Linked DNA regions of Zea mays: region 1 is linked to region 2. Evidence: chromatin contacts called from public Hi-C data. All regions are on one chromosome and are shown on one strand. Each heading gives the region's core, a stretch centred on a gene start, on an enhancer-like site or on the middle of the called end of the contact. The rest is flanking DNA. Distances are from core to core; before and after follow the strand shown. Region 1 has its middle 140 kb from the start of LOC100285258. Region 2 holds the start of LOC100280343.

What was found. A called contact is a pair of places that touch in the nucleus more often than the background predicts.
Region 1: a Hi-C map of ear shows a contact between it and region 2, with 2.2 times the contacts expected there. The contact joins the enhancer-like site here to the promoter of LOC100280343 in region 2. A contact is called at or near these places in 2 of 25 Hi-C or Micro-C datasets (ear and endosperm).

Annotation. Positions count from the first base shown.
Region 1 is chr3:46,306,954-46,311,059 of Zm-B73-REFERENCE-NAM-5.0, reverse strand. No RefSeq gene overlaps it. Among protein-coding and RNA genes, the nearest start is that of LOC100285258, 140 kb to the right of the region's middle. Within about 2 kb of position 2,764, at least 19 of the 20 cell types and tissues checked have an H3K27ac peak or open chromatin away from gene starts, as enhancers often do. A contact at or near this core is called in ear, where this site is marked.
Region 2 is chr3:45,695,610-45,699,169 of Zm-B73-REFERENCE-NAM-5.0, reverse strand. It overlaps LOC100280343, which reads left to right and starts at 1,755. Exons shown (of 5, transcript NM_001153269.2): 1 at 1,755-1,951; 2 at 2,093-2,175. The coding sequence starts at 2,154.

The DNA.
Region 1 (4,106 bases), core at 1,515-4,014, 610 kb before region 2:
CACTCTCATGTGAGCTCTCCTGTGCAACCGACTCAGAAGAGCCAGACTGTGCAGAAGGTGAATTGACTTACTCTGTGGTAGTTGCACTTGGTGATGCAATATTTGCAGCAGGGGTTTCACCTCGAGTCGTTACAACTGTTGGTGGAACCACAGCGGGTATCGAGAAGTATGGTTCTTCAACCATCGGAATTGGGACATACATCCTCTTTTCCTGAAGGTCAACCTCTCTAAGTACCTTACTCCCCTTGATCATGTCATTTTCTAGGAAAATGGCATGTCTAGTTTCTATAAACTTGGTTTGTCTGCCTGTCCAGTAGAATCTGTAACCCTTCGATCTCTCAGGGTGGCCAATAAAATGGTAGCTAGTGGTTCTCTCATCTAGCTTTTCCTGTCCAGGATTAAATATTCGAGCTTCTGCTGGACAACCCCATATGTTGAAGTAGTTGAGCGTGGGCTTTCTGCCAGTCAACAACTCATATGGAGTTTTAGCCACTGATTTACTAGGAACTTTGTTGAGTATTTGCATAGCGGTTTTTAAAGCCACCATCCATAAACCCAATGGTAAGTTAGAGTAACTAAGCATACTCATTACCATGTCCATCAGTGTTCTTCTTACGCCTTTAGGAAACCACATTCTGTTGCGGTTCACCAGGTGTTGAATACTGAGCTACAATACTGTTTTCACTTAGGAACCTCGCGAAAGGATCCTGGGACCTGTCCATACTCAGTATGGTGCCCACATTACTCCCCCACACGATTTGATATGACAATCTTTGTGTTCAAATCGTGTTGTTTTTCTACATCACCCTTGAACTATTTAAACTTGTCTACATCTTATGATCTGTCCCTTAAAAAAAGGCAAATATAATCGCAGCGAGAGTAGTCATCTGTGAAGGTTATGAACAAGTCAAACCCATCTACTGTCCTAACTGGAAAAGGACCACATATATCTATATGAATAATTTCTAACACTCTCGTACTGTGCATGCAATCTCTGCATTGCTCTAAGTCTGTGAAGTCTAGGTGATGGAGAATCCATCCCTTAACGAGACTTCTTTTCTCCCCCTCGAAATATGGCCCAAACGATAGTACCATAATTTCGACGAGGTTTCTCCATCACATTGTTTTCTTACTCCTGCCAATGTTGGCTGGTTTATTTTCTGGCGTATCTAGCACCACTGTGCGAAGATAAATAAAGCATGTCTCATCAGATGGCGAGGCCAACATCTTTATTATCAAAACTGAATAACACAGTCTCTATCACCGAAGTGATGTTGGATGTGCTGATTGTTTAATCACGAAACTGAAGTTAAGTGTCTGCTTGCTTTCCGTTAACCACTGTAACTGTTTTCAGCCCTCTGGGAGCCTTAGGTTTATACGGAATTACATTCTGTAGCATCTATTGCAGGAATTCTGAACACTTTCTATTGTATGCCCTGTCTTCTTGCAATAGAGGCAGGTCTCAGGGGATCTGAGAAACAGTCTGATTGTTGCATATAGAAAACATCGTGATCATGTTTGATCTTATTCTTGAACCTTTCTTAGAGGTCTTGTTCTGTTTGAGGATTCTTAGTTTGGGAAGATTGATAGAATCACTTATTTGACTTATCAACCTTTCCTCCTAGACAAACTATGTCACGAGTTGATCTATATAGCACTTGTCCATTTAGACAGGTGTTTTACTGATCATGAAATGTCTCATATTCTGGAATAGCACCCTCAATAGGATCCTGGATGAGACTCTTATTATGATCAAGTACATTACACTTGGATCTTTTTCAGTTGACCTTATAGATGCTGTACTGCGCCATCTTAAGGTCATCCTAAGGTGAGCCTACTGTAGGCTTAATGGGTTTCTCAGAACACAATGAGGAATCTATTTCATCCACTGTAGTTACCATTTCAATCTTTTCCCGCCATAAGTGACAATAAATACCACATAACGGTTTAATCTACCTTATCTGACCAACTAGTAGGCCAATATGTGCACTTTTGCAAAGTAAAACAGAAAATATTTAGGACGTCTGAAGTAAATACTGAAACATAGAACTTGCATGAATTAAATATTCGACGTTGGTCAAATAATAACCATGTCTGATCTACAGAATTTCTTGTTCTAAAATTCTAAACCATCGTTGGATGATCTAGAAAATTTAATTCTTGTATAAAATGTGACAACAATATTCGACGTTGGTCAAAATATTCAATCACCACAAAAAAAATCTGAATTTCTATGCACTTAAAGATAATTAATCCACGTAGGCTTCATAATAAACAATAGTGCATAAAAAAACAAATAATAATCTGGTTCTAAAATTCTAAAACCATCGTTGGATGATCTAGAATATGTATATTTCTGTTCAAAATGCGGTAACAATATCTAACGTTGGTTAGAATATTCAATTACCACAAATTTTCTGAATTCTATGCAATTTAGACAATAAATTAATCAACGTTGGTTTCATAATCAACTGAAAAATTGCATAAAATATTGAATAAAGTACCAAAGTACGCAGCAGAATAAAATAGTCCATAAATATTTCTGTAATTTTCTATAACTGAAAAATATTTCTAAGATATTTTCTGAATTTTCTGCACTATTTTTCTAATTTCTTTTCTGTGTTTCTAATTTCTGGAAATAGAAAACAAATTACAGGAAAAATTGGAGGTCATTTCGGCCTGGTCGGCCCAGCCTGGACGTGGCCTTTCGGCCTACTGGAGGAAGGGGCGCGCGCAATGGGCCGCAACCTGGGCCCAGGCCGTGTTTTTGGCCCACGCGGCCTCCCCTCCCCTCCACTTGATCTCAGCCATCGAATCCGATTCGACGGTCCAGCTTCTTGCGCGCAGGCTATAAAGGGCGGAGATTTCGGAGAGGCTGTAAACCCTAACTTCATTTCTATTCTCCTCCCCAGCCGCCAGGAAGCACCGGCGCCTGGCCAACGGCGCGCCTCCCTTTTCACTTCTTTGTCTTCTGTTTTCGTTCTGTCACCCGCGCAGAACTTCAGCCGCCAGGGAACTCTGGTTCCTGGCCGACCGAGCCCTTCAATTGGGCTGTGCGCCACAGAGCCCGAGCTGACCTTTTGCTGTCTCCTTTTTTTCGAAATCTGTTCCGATTTTTGTTCGTGATCTGATCGGTTGTAGTGATTTCTGCCGAGCTCTCAGGGATAAAATCCCTTTCATTATTTTACTGTTTTTTTAAAATAACGAACTCGGTTCATTAGGGCTTCTGGAACTCGATACGAGTTGGGGATTCTGTCCTAACTCCTACTCCGAGATCCTCTTTCTGTTTGGAACTACAGGAGAAAACGACCCCCTTCCTCCAATCGTATAGAGCTCTTGATATTATTAATTTTTTTATTTATACCACCGCACAGATCGAACCTCGGATTTGTTGTACCCGAGCTCTATTATTTTTCTGCGAATGAAATTTCTGTACCTTTGACTGACAACGAATACATGGATTATATTGATAATGCTCTGTACACATAATCTGTACGTGGTTTCTGTTTTATTGACTGTTTCTTGTCTGTAAATTTAAATAAAATTCCGAGCTACTGTGATCTCTTTTTGTCCCTGTTTACAGATGTACCGATTAGGGTTAGGTCGTAAACCCTAACCCTAAACAGTGTGTCTCTATCTCTTTTTGTGATCTCTTTTTGTCCCTGTTTACATGGAACCCAAAGGGCCATAGAACACACCCTAAACTAAGCTAGGATCACCTTGGTCTGTGCTGGCCACGAGGAGATAGAGAATCGGCCGGCGTGGTCACCTATGGCGGGGAAGAAGATGGACAACCACCTCGGCCATGCACTCGGCAAGATCATGACCAACTGGATGACATGATAACAAACTGAACAATCACACGCTAGACTTATATAGTGACTGTAAGACGGTGGAGAAGTGGCTCCAAACTGAGAGACATAGCAATGGGGAGGACAAAAGAAAACTTCTGCGCTTGTTCCTATTGTGATAACAAGGCCTCAACCAACCAGTAGAGGTATGAGCTGGGACACGCATCCTTGTTGCATGGGCAGCACGTGGAGGAAATAAAATACAGTAAAGCGATAGATTTCCCCATCGGCGTGCAAAACTAAGGACAGACAGAC
Region 2 (3,560 bases), core at 506-3,005:
TAATGTGTGAACAGGTATCTTCGGACTCGTATCAGAGAGGGAGAAGCTCAAAAGATACGAAGGTTGACACAGCGCCGAAGCTGTGAAGCAGGAAAGCTTCAGCATGTTCGCAGAAAAGGGAACCGACTTGAAGATGAAAAGGCCATTTAGACCTCGATAGATTACTATAGAATTACCACCAAATGTAAAGGGCATGTACGTAATTTTGTATGGGTTGTACCCCGTGCCTATAAATAGGTGAACAGTACCCCCGTACTGTTCACGCTGATTTGGTGTTCACTTTTGCGTCACGCTTGTACTTTCATTTCCTTCAAATTGGAGGTACATCTGTAACTCAATGTTATTTTTATTTATATATAATAATGATATATGATGATCTACGTAATTCTTTATGTTTCTTGTAATTCATTCTTCGTCAATATGTAATGCATTTATAAAGGTTCGCCCTTTGTGACCTTCGTCCGAAAATCATTATATCCCAAGGGAAATAATGCTTCGTAGGACGAAGGACTTAACCGATTAACATTTTCTATGTTGCCTTGTTCTTGAAGCATTTGAGAACAAGTCCCCAACACCTGTGGTCCAAACCGCCACGTCACCCCCCATCGTCGGCAGCACCAGAGTAGAGGTAGCAGCATCAACGCCCATTGTGGCTGACACACTCCGCCTGGTGCCTGCATCCTCACCTCTTAGCGAGGCTGTTGGAGACATCAAGGCCGCCACCATGGCACATGTAGAAGGAGACCGGACGAGGTGCCCGTCAATGGACCCCTCAACGCCGTCGGGGCTATGATGTGAGTATGCGACCCGAGTCGCAGCGGGTCGTCCTTGCACGATAAGGGCCACCGCTTCTTGTCCGAGAAGAACTACGGTGGGGAAGACCACAGGGAGGAGTAGGGCTCGGATGTAGGGAGGGGAATGCAGCCTGGTGCTAGGGTTAGGGCTTACCTGGTCGATTTTGGAGCGAGAGGAGCCCAACGCCATTACGGAAATGCAACCAAGATGGGGACGGGGGTGGGGGCAGACGAGACCGGATCCACCTTCGCTTCCTACAACAGCAATGGTGGTGAGGTGGTGGCCATCGCTGAAGAGGAGTATGAGGAGGAAGGCGAGCGGGAGCGTGAAGACGATGTTGGTCCCCGCCCCGCCGTCGTGGCCGTCGATCTCTCACCCTGCCATCGCTCCCTGCTCCCTGATGCCTCCCTCACTCTCCTCATGGCTACGTAGCAGGCGTGTGCGATGGGTGGGCGCCGGGGGTGGGGATTGCATCGCGGGGCAGGTGCAGGGCGGCATTCGAGGGGACGGGCGTGTGGGCATGGCGCGGGGCAGGCGGGGGGCACGGATGTGGTCTACGTTATTGGCTTAATAGATAATAGAGATTTAGCGAGTATTTTAGGGAATTACTGGAGTTGCTCTAATCTATCTAGATTATATAATCTAACTTATTTTAAACTATATGTTAGTTCAAAATAAGTTAGATTATTATAATCCCAAAGAAACGTTTCCTTAGTGGAGAGAGAAATAGTGAGGGACATATTTGTCTTTGGATGTCTAGAAGTTGAAAAAAGTTTAATTGGGTCAGTTTCGTAGATTATAGAATTTAGGGTGGTCTAGATTGTAAAAGCTGGACAAAGTCTATGGTTGTTTGGGAAACCTCAAATAAAAAAGATAACGCAGAGGCCCGTTGGTCGCCGTCTCTATTAAACACCGGTTCCTCTCTCCGCGCCACCGCCGGTAACCGCCACCAGAAGTAAGAGAAACCACGCGTGTCAGCCAGCCATTGGATCACCACCATTCGCGCTGTTCGGCGTGCGCACCCGATCCCGTCTCCGTGCGGCTTTGTGAGTAGAGAAGGGAAGGGGAAGCAGGAGCAGGAGGGGTTCGTCATCGCGTGGTGGCCGCGCCGCTCTGTTCCTCCGTCCCCTCCTCCTTCCGGCTCTCGCTGTCACATGTACGTCCGCCGACCGCCCGGCCCTATCTCACGCTCGATCTCCTGCCGCCGAACCCCTCTACTGCTCGATCTGTGCTGATCTGTTGCTTTTGTCATGCTCCCTTTTGTTGGGTTTTTCTTTTTTCTTCCCCCGGAGATCAGGTCGTGTGGTGTGGGGGCGCTCTGATCCGGATGGTGCAGCGCCGCGGGATCGCCCACGGCCATGATTGATCGCGAACGAGCAGGTCAGACATCTCCTAGATCTTGCTCTATAACGCCATTTTCAGTGTCGAAGGTCGCGTCTTGCGAGTGCTAGTGGCGAAAGGATGCGATTTTTCGTGGGTTTTCAGCGGAATTCTCTATTTCTCTGTGTGGAACTCCGGTTTTTGCAGTCTCACTGAGTGTCTCGATATCTTAGTTGCAGTAACTGCGTGAAATGCTATACCGGAGATGCCATTGTGCACGGAGGTGGTTTATTTTGAGGAAGAGTTGGGACACAGTTTGGTGAATTTTGTTGTGTGCTGGTCTGAGAGCTAGTGCTGCTGGGATTGGTAATGGTAACTGATGGTAGTATAATATGTGATGGAATTCACTGAATGTAGTGCTTGTATTTTTAGTGCAAGTTTATTAGGGATAATTTTACGTTGCTTCTCACTGCGGGTTGGGATATGTTGTGCCAGGAAAAGATGTCCCTCATTTGGTTTATTCTAGTATGTTTTTGTTGTTTGTCTAGAAGCAAATTTGTTCATATACTATGCTTAATTATAGATTTCAAGCAACAACAGTCATTTGATTTGATGTCAACATTGAAGTTTTTTGCAATTCCAGCAGATTACCCTGGTCCATCAGCATTTCATTCAGGACCATAGTGATGGTTCAGGTTTGTTACATACCAGAGATCAACGGCCACATCTGACACCCCTACCATAAACACCCATCGGAGTTTCAAAGTTTGGAAACAAAAGGAACATAACACATGTCACACAGGACACCACGTCCAAGGCTATGCAAAGTAAATCATGGTAGGAAAATCAAATATCATCCATGCTCAGATTGGTTCCTCATAATTGATCATGCACCATCCACAGCTTTGAACTGCTGTAGGTGGCGAGTGGAGCACAGTTACTCCTAAGACTTGAGCAAAGAGAAGATGAATCACTACAACTTCTGCATACCACACCATCTGCCATCCTGAAAACACAGAATCTCTGAGCTTCCAAAGGCCCCACATCGCTGCGGAGATAAACGCTAACACACCCATGCCTCTTCTCACAGATCCAACATTTTGCATCTGATTTAAAGTCACATACCTTGTGTTTAAACACTTCAGCTAGCTCCATCCACATTTTAGAGGCTACTAAGGACATCCAGTGCTCCTAAATGAGTGGAATCTGGGGAAGGAACAACCAAGGCAAGCCAACCCTGCATTTTTGCACAGAGGTTGCGTCGAACCCACTTTGGCTCAGTGGAAAGGATTCTCACCACTGTGTTAGGCTTGTCCTTTTAGAGGCTACTAAGCTTCCATAAAACAGTGCTAAACATCACAACAAATAAATAAGAACACATTGAATTGAAGAAATCAGTGAAGCACAGTAGCAGCAAGCCAGCAAGACATTTTTTTTGGAGAAAA